2 separate regions of the Zea mays genome follow, and region 2 is linked to region 1. A link is a contact called in public Hi-C data. All regions are on one chromosome and are shown on one strand. The core of a region is the stretch at or near the end of the contact, and the rest is flanking DNA. Distances in the headings are between cores, read along the strand shown.

Region 1 (4,349 bases), core at 499-2,998:
CGCCGCCAACTGGCACGAGCCGCGCCGCAACGTCACGCTGGCGTACGAGGGCGCCATGGCCGCGTCCTACCTGGTCGGCACCGCGTTCTACCTCGCCCGGGTGCCCGAGCGCTGGCGCCCCGGCGCCTTCGACCTCGCCGGCCACAGCCACCAGATCTTCCACGCGCTCGTCATCGCCGGCGCGCTCGCGCACTACGGCGCCGCCATCGTGTTCCTCAGGGCTCGCGACGAGATGGGCTGCCCGGCCAGTTAGGTGCTCAGACAGTACGGGCGCGCCGGCCGGATGCTTGCCCGCGACGACATTATATTTGCGGGTGTCCGTCCAGTGATCGATACGATATGATGATTGGGAAAGAAGAAACTAAACCATATTTTTTTTTGTTTACACCTTTTCCTTACAGCAGCAGCAGCAAGTGTGCGAGATTCATCGTTAATGACAGAGAGTTGATTGGCGTCAGTCACAGATTCCTTGTCAATTTGTACATAGACGAAGCTCATCGAGTAATGATTGATTAATACATTCTTTCGATCGGTTTGAAAATGCAAATCCAAAAGTTCTTTTTTAAAAAAAAAAATCAAAACGGAGGTTTCGCGTCGATCTGTCTGTGTTGCCATCGACGATAACGCGAGCGGATGGGCTACTCCGATCCGTGCAGCATCCGGTTGCTTTCAGGTCAGGCGGAGTAGCCTAGACGCGACGTCGAGACCGGTAGCACAGGTACAGTACAGGTGGAGCGACTCTCACCGGCCGGGCTCGTCTCATAAATGGGCGGCCGACCCGTCCAACAACCCAACGGACCTGGCTCTGACTGACCTCTCATTCCGTGCAGCTCGCAGTTGTCATGCCCGGCTGGCAGTCGGTCCAATCGGCCGGCCATTATACTGCCGGCCGGCGTCGTCGCCGTCGGCATCCGGGACGGCGCTGCCGAGTGCCGATTGCCAACCCATTCATGGCGTGACCGCGAGTCGTTCCTGCCACCTCCGGGACGGTCGGGCCCCCCCGAGTCGTGTGAGCAGTGAGCTGCCCGCGCGCGGCAGGCCAACAGCTCTGCAAGCTTTTCCGGTATCAATGCTGGCCCTGGCCCAGGCCGTGGCCCCCAAATGGCTCTCACTATCTAAATCATTACTTACTCGCTATATAAATTATTAGTCGAAGAATAATTTATGTAGAAATGCTTTATATTTTTTTCATACTCCAACAACAGTTTTATATGTTTTGCGCACTCTAAAAACAACAATTATGCTTCTGTTTGTGTGGAGTCAAATGCCGTCCATACTGGGACCAATCTTCGTTCTCACTTCTCCATCACATATTCACATAGTATTCACAGCGGATCTTTTTTTTTTCAGGTGGCTATACAACATAGTATCCTGCAAAACCCATAGAGGCCAAAGCATTTTGTGTTGTTGTTGACAGCAAAACTTCCTACTGCATTCAAAGACCTGCCTTTATAATAGATAATGAAGTTTTTTTTTTTTTTGCAACTGCGACGAATAATATAGGCCGGGACCTCCTCCATAATCCGGTCATTGCGGACAGTCCTAGGCTCCTAGCAGCTACCACAACGAACATGATGTATTTTTACCAGATTTTACAGTCCTAGTTCTTGTTTGTTATTTCATGAGAGTATCAGGCCACAAAGAACATGGGCCGTGCTGCGCGGAACACATACATGGGCTCACACTGGACCAGGAGGGGAGAAGAAACACGGAAGGGAGGCTCTCACCAGTCACCACTCACCTGACGGCTGACGACGAGTGAGCGAGAGGAACGGGGAGAGGGAAGTTAAACGCGCGGCGATGCCGGAGCTGCCGGAGGTGGAGGCGGCGCGTCGGGCGCTGCAGGCGCACTGCGTGGGGAGGCGCATCGCGCGCTGCGCCGTGGCGGACGACGCCAAGGTGGTCGTTGCCGCCGCCGGCCGCGCGGCCTTCGAGCGGGCCATGGTCGGCCGGACCATCGTCGCCGCGCGCCGGAGGGGCAAGAACCTCTGGCTCCAGCTCGACGCGCCGCCCTTCCCGTCCTTCCAGTTCGGTCAGTCCGCGCCGTACCACTTACTACGTGGCCTAGACTTAACCTTAACCATTATTTGGTACTAGTACTACTATAGCTTCGGTGCTCCGCTAGTGCTTGGCTGCCTACCCAGTGTATTGTTGTTATTCAGAAAATTGGTAGTTAGAAAGGGCACCTTTGTCTTATACTGCTATGCATTTGGTCGAAAATTATAGCTGTTATCTATGTTTAATTATGCTTAGCAATCGCATGGATTCTGCTACTTTGCGCTGGTCTAATACTAAATAGGTGAGGGGTTATAAGAGCATTCTTTGGACTGCAGGGATGGCAGGCGCGATATATATCAAAGGCATTCCTGTGACGAATTATAAGAGGCAGGTGATATTTTACCGTTTTATACGTACGTTGTGATTATGTGAGTTCACCAATCGGTTTCTAGGAAATAATTTCTTCACAAGGCTGCAGATCCGTTGTTAATTCCGAAGAGGAGTGGCCCTCCAAACACTCTAAATTCTTTGCTGAGGTAATTATCCCAAACACAGTGTCGCATCAATTTTGTTTTCTAGCATGGCACTCACGCTCTTGTTGGTTATATGTTACTTTCGCAACTCGGATTGTACACTGATAAAAATGTGATGTCCAGTACAAGTTATTATCAAGTCTAAATCAACATTGATTCCATGTTCTTGCACACTATTTTTTGCTTAGTACAATAACAGTAAAAAAGCAAGAGATATCTTCCAGTAAACTTAGTAAAAAAAATACATCTTTAGATGAGCCAGTTACTAATCATTCAACAAACCACATGGACAGTGGTTGTGAATGCCCCTCACTTGATAACTAGGATATGGAAAGAAACTTGGGGAACATATTATATTATTGATTAATCTCAGTTTCATCTCTGATGGCTGCTTTAATGGTTATTCAGTTCAAAGAGTGAAAGGCACAAATCTCATTTCAGTTTCGTACTAGCCAATTTGTGTATTTTTTTTTTAAAAAAAACAGCTCGTGGGGTGTTGGTTCTGAACCTTGTTATTTCTAACCTTTTGGTTTGATTTATAGCTTGATGATGGTTTGGAGTTCTCTTTCACTGATAAACGGCGCTTTGCAAGAGTTCGTTTGTTTGAAGATGTAGGTATTTTTCATAGGCTGTATTTAAAAAACATCCGATTGCTTTCCTGTTCCTCATACAGATTTTCTCACCCAAGTTATATTTGCAGCCTGAAACCTTACCCCCAATTTCTGAGTTAGGCCCAGATGCTCTGTTTGAACCAATGTCCGTCGATAGTTTCTTGGACTCCCTGGGTAGAAAGAAGATAGGGATAAAAGCTCTTCTACTTGATCAGGTGACCAGCATCCAACCTACAAGCTTTGCCTGTGCAAAAATGTTTTCCCTGCACTGTACATACTTGACTTGTTGCAGTTTTTTTTTATAAAATGAGCAGAGCTTCATATCAGGCATTGGCAATTGGATTGCAGACGAGGTGCTTTACCAGGTATTCATACATTCTTCAGCAGTTGGTTGGTGTGGCTCGCATAAAATGTAGCAAAATTAAATTTGATTTTTTTTGCCAGTCAAGGATCCATCCATTACAGATTGCTTCGAATCTACCTAGGGAGAGTTGTGAAGCACTGCACCAGAGTATCGAAGAGGTGGGTCTAATGGGACATCACTATGTACTGAATTTACTTTCTACCGAAGTATGTATAGCATACCAACCTCCTGATCAAGAATTTTCTAGGTTGTCAAATATGCTGTCGAAGTTGATGCTGACATGGACCGCTTTCCGAAGGAATGGTTATTTCATCACCGTTGGGGCAAGAAGCCTGGCAAAGTCGATGGTAAGACTTTCCTCACTGCCAGTCATGATTTCCCTGAACATACTCGGGCAGGCAAACCGTTCGCTTACAGTGTTTGCTGATATCTGTCTTTGTATAAGACAAACCAATCATGTTAATTCCAATGCTGCGTACACACTCGCATCAGATTTCGATCCCTTCTGAGAATTAATTTTGTTTTTTTGGCCGTTCAGGAAAGAAAATCGAGTTCATAACAGCTGGTGGCAGGGTAAGTAAGTAAACTATCCGCTTCAGTACTAGACCTTGAGCCTCAGATATGGCCAGGCCAGCCAGCCAGGTCAAACTTCTGATGCTGCTTTGTTCACTCAGACCACTGCCTACGTGCCGCAACTGCAAAAACTGGTTGGAACCCAGTCCAGCAAAACGATATCCGTGGCCGAGAACGGTGATGCCAAGGATTCAGGGACCGAGGGAGAAGATGCAGATGCAGATGTTTTGAAGCCAAGAAAGCGAGCCGCGACCTCCAGGGGACAGCGAA
Region 2 (4,349 bases), core at 755-3,254, 390 kb after region 1:
TGACTCTCCAAATGATAATTTGGAACGTGAAATCTAGAAAAACTCTTGACGATGCTCTAAACGCGAGCTAAATTCAAGAAGGGCCAAACTCATTTTGTTCTGCTGAAAATGCTTTTAGTTCAAATTTAATTCGAAATGCAATTATTATCTATATGTGATCATCAACTCATAATTATTCTCGTAAACAAGGATCATTTGTCATTACCAAAACCCATAACCAAAAAAATAAAAAAAATCATAATCCACCTGATCACGTGAGAGTCCACGGCATTTAATAACCGCAGCACGATTGTCTTAAAGAGTTTTATTATCTCTATATAGAGGTTGTAGTAACTCCCATAAGAAGTGACTTTATTTTCCCACCATTCCGTAGCTGCAAGCCACTTCACACTTTCTTGTTGTACGGTCAGGAGGACAACGTTAAGATTGTATCTAAATCTAATTAATCTATTTAGACAAAACATAAATAATATTTATATTTCAAATCAAATAAGGATCACTGGTTCGCACCGCTCTACAGCATGTCAGTTGTCAGCACCGTTGCTTTCAGCTCCACGCAGGCGTGGGGTCAGGGTCCCGTACCGTACCACGATTCCGCGGGCAAGCAGCAGCAGGGGCGCAGTGGGCGGTGAGCCGGTGACGGGCAGACGTGGGGGCGTCCATCGCCCACGACCACCGCAAACCCTCTTCCCACGAAACCGCGCCGCTTTTTAAAAGATGACAAGCAAAGTGCGCGCCAGTCTGTCTGGCCCTGGACCGGGGATATCTATCTACCTATCGCCTGCGCCCAAACCGCCGCCTTGGCCGGATCCGTCTGCCGCGGGGGGACCACCGGTCATAAGAAGCGGCGAGGAAAGGACAGGCCCAGGTCGGATACGTACCGTAGTACCGGGTGGTACACGCCTGTACGGTACACAGTCGGGGGCAGGGCCTACCCCACGTGGGGTGGCGGGCGCGATGAACTGGCGTGCGTGCACCTGCGCGTCGGCCCGCAGGGGGGGATGGATGATGGACCGACCGTTCTGTGGAGCGTGGGGGCGTGGGGCCGGCTGTGGGCGGTTCTGGTACCGGGTACGTGGACGGACGGATGAGGGCAACACGGAACACCGAACACCAGCACTCCAGCAGCGTCCCTCCTGCTTGTTCATCTCGACCGGCGGGTGGGCCCACCGGGTCACGTCGTCACCGCCGCTGCATGGGCATGGCCGCTCGTTTTCGTTTGTGCACGCAGCACGCACAGTACCGCCACGAGTCCACGGCGCGGCTTTCCACTCCCCGCCCCGCCCCGCCCGGGTAGTTTCCAGTCCACTCCACCACTAGTACTACTAGTGCTACTTCCACGCCTTTGTCGCTTTGTGGACCTCGCGTCGCGACGATGGGCGCCACAAAACGACGAAACCGATCGAATTTTATGGTCCGAGAGAAACAGCTGTCTCCGTCGTCATCCGTGCAGCGGTAGAGAGTACCTTGCGGTGTTGAACAACTGGAAAAAGCCCAGTCTGTCGAGGAGCAGAGCAGACGCCGTTAGATTACCGGGCTCGCTTCGAATCCTTTTCACCGTCCGATTCAAATCCGTCCGTTGGCCGTTACGCATCGCGACGTCGCAACGCCGGCCGCACCACACCACTACACCAGCCAGCCGTTTCCCACTCCCCCCCCCCCCCCGGTGACCCCGTCCACGTAAAAACACGGAACAGGGGATAGAGAAAGAGACACGGCTCGAATTTCGAATCCGCCGAGGCAAACCGCCGCCCCATTCCCAGTCCCCATAAAACCACCGGGTCAAAGCGCCGTACTCCCACTGATCCGCGGGCCCACTGACTCTCGACCTCCCCACATGCCATACAGCTGGAGAAAAACGACAAGCGCAGGCGGGTACGGCAGCCTGAGGTGGCTCCGGGCCTCGCGACGCGGCTGTTGGGTGCCAGCTGTGTTGCCGGTCAGGTGATCAGGTCACCGCCCGCCGCGCCGCTATAAGTACGGACCCGCCGCTCCACCGTCACTATTGCTCTCCAACCAAACCTCGTCTCGTCTTCTCTCCGCTACCACCACCACTGCTCGTTTTACAGAAACCGGAAGGAACCAAACGCCTTTCCGCCCCGGGCCGCCGCTACCCAAGCCCAGCAACCACCACTCGTTGTCGTCGACTACTAGGCGGCAAGCAGGCGTCCTGTTTTTTTTTTTTGGTCCTCGTCGTCGTCCGGACTCCGGACAGGACAGGACATGGGCGCGGAGGCGGCGGAGCGCGACAGAATCAGGGGCCCGTGGAGCCCCGAGGAGGACGAGGCGCTGCGGCGGCTGGTGGAGCGGCACGGCGCGCGCAACTGGACGGCGATCGGGCGCGGCGTCCCGGGCCGGTCGGGCAAGTCGTGCCGCCTGCGGTGGTGCAACCAGCTGTCGCCAAGGGTGGCGCGCCGCCCCTTCACGGCCGACGAGGACGCGGCCATCGCCCGCGCCCACGCCCGCCTCGGCAACCGCTGGGCCGCCATCGCGCGCCTGCTCCCCGGCCGCACCGACAACGCCGTCAAGAACCACTGGAACTGCTCCCTCAAGCGCAAGCTCGGCGCCGCCGCCGCCGCGTCCGGTTCGGCGGTTTCCGCTGACGACTCCGCCGCCGCCGCCGAGACCGAGGCGCGCCGGGGCAAGATGATGATGATGAGCATCTCGCCGCCCGACAGCCCCTCGGGGTCGGGGTCGGGGTCCGACCGTAGCGACCTCAGCAGCCACGGCGCCGGGTCCGGGTCCGGGTCCGGGTCCGGCCAGATTTACCGCCCCGTGGCCGCGCGCTCCGGCGGGTTCGAGCCGGCGGACTGCGCCATGAGCCGTCCGCAGGAGGAGGACCCGCTCACCGCCCTCAGCCTCTCGCTTCCCGGCACGGACCAGCGGTTTCACCACCACAGCGCCGCCGCCGACAGCCACTTCCAGGAGCTCCCGCCGTCGCCCTCCTCACCCGCGCCCTCGGCCTACCCGTTCAGCCCCGAGTTCGCGGCGGCGATGCAGCAGCTGATCCGCACCGAGGTGCAGCGGTACATGGCGAGCGCGGGCCTGCGCGCCGGCTGCGGCGCCGTTGGCGCGACCGACCTCTGCATGCCGCAGCTGGTGGACGGCGTCATGCGCGCTGCCGCCGAACAGGTCGGCCGGATGCAGTAGCCCCGCGCCCCCGGCGGGGGCATCAAACCGTCAGTGCTCCCAAATCGTCGTCTAGCTAGGGCGACCGCAACGCAACGGTTGTTGGAGTAGCAAACTTGGTTTTAAGGTGGAGGGAAAAATTGGCTGGGCTGAAAGCAGAAAGCCTTGTAATGTACATGAAAGAAACGGAACGGATGGCGCGCTACAATCTGAGCTCGCCATTGCCGCATATATCTGCTTTAAGAGAGCATTGCGCTGCCTTGCCTAATCGAAACGAAACGACACGAAATGTTGCCTGCAAGTTTTTGAACGTGTGGGTGAGTAAATCGCACGGTTGGGTACCAGTACTGCGAGGAAATAATAATGCAGCCAGCCAGTCAGTGCAAATCCGGCGCCTTCCATTTTCCAACGAACCCACCACATCCCGCAAGCCGACGACGATCTAGATCGCAGCACCAACGCATTTTGGCGCCGAGTTGCTGTCGCGTGACACACATCTTGGCAGCAGCACCAACGCCGGCACTCCTCCTCCAAATCCGGCGCCAGAACAACCGTACTTCCACGCGGCGGCAAGCATCTATAGGTGCCGTGCCGAGCTCCATTTGACAGGTGAGTGGACAGGAGACATCGAGTAGACGCGAGTAGTACGACGACGGATCGACCATCGGTGGATTCGTTGGTGACCGATCTGGTCCTCTCGAGTCTCGACCCACTGTGTCGTGCGCGGAAAGAGAGTTGCTGCTAAACGACAGGCGTCTGAGGTTAGTTTGTTTTTTTAACTTTTAGACGATACATAATTTATTCATCTAATGCGAATAATACGTCGTTCAAAATTCGAATATTTTTTTTAGAAAAAAATCTTTAGGACCGAACGTCTTTCCCTCTTTTGAGTCTTTTCTCCTGCAGGTCTATCTTCGTTTTTTTGCAGACGCATGTGGCGCTCGAAAAAGGTACTACGCGTGTGGAGTGGAGCCAAGTCGAAAGCGTGGTGCTGGGGTCTGGCACTTCTGCTTGTCGGCAGGCCAGAAATGGACAAGGGAGGGGATCTGGTTGCTCGTGTCTTGTCACCTGATCTTTTCGCTGCAGAGGCCTGGGCATGCCGCTCAAGGCCCCTGGCCTCAAGCACCCAGCTTCCGCCAAGAATTTGGCCATTCGTCACTGGCGGTTGGCTAAGCTATGTTCTCGGGTTTGGCGGATCCTCTTTTATCAAGAAAGTCTAC

What was found. Hi-C and Micro-C count contacts between places; a contact is called where the count stands out from the background.
Region 2: a Hi-C map of bundle sheath shows a contact between it and region 1, with 2.6 times the contacts expected there. The contact joins the promoter of LOC100193529 here to the promoter of LOC100273102 in region 1. A contact is called at or near these places in 2 of 25 Hi-C or Micro-C datasets (bundle sheath and leaf).

Annotation. Positions count from the first base shown.
Region 1 is chr6:106,814,327-106,818,675 of Zm-B73-REFERENCE-NAM-5.0, forward strand. It overlaps LOC100273102, which reads left to right and starts at 1,749. Exons shown (of 10, transcript NM_001147551.1): 1 at 1,749-2,032; 2 at 2,334-2,385; 3 at 2,477-2,534; 4 at 3,074-3,142; 5 at 3,232-3,357; 6 at 3,457-3,507; 7 at 3,587-3,664; 8 at 3,754-3,853; 9 at 4,045-4,079; 10 at 4,181-4,349. The coding sequence starts at 1,801. It overlaps LOC103629707 (heptahelical transmembrane protein 1), which reads left to right. Exons shown (of 4, transcript NM_001346971.1): 4 at 1-541. The coding sequence ends at 253.
Region 2 is chr6:107,205,642-107,209,990 of Zm-B73-REFERENCE-NAM-5.0, forward strand. LOC100193529 (Transcription factor MYB44) reads left to right here and starts at 2,005. Exons shown (of 1, transcript NM_001138640.2): 1 at 2,005-3,428. The coding sequence starts at 2,224. The coding sequence ends at 3,150.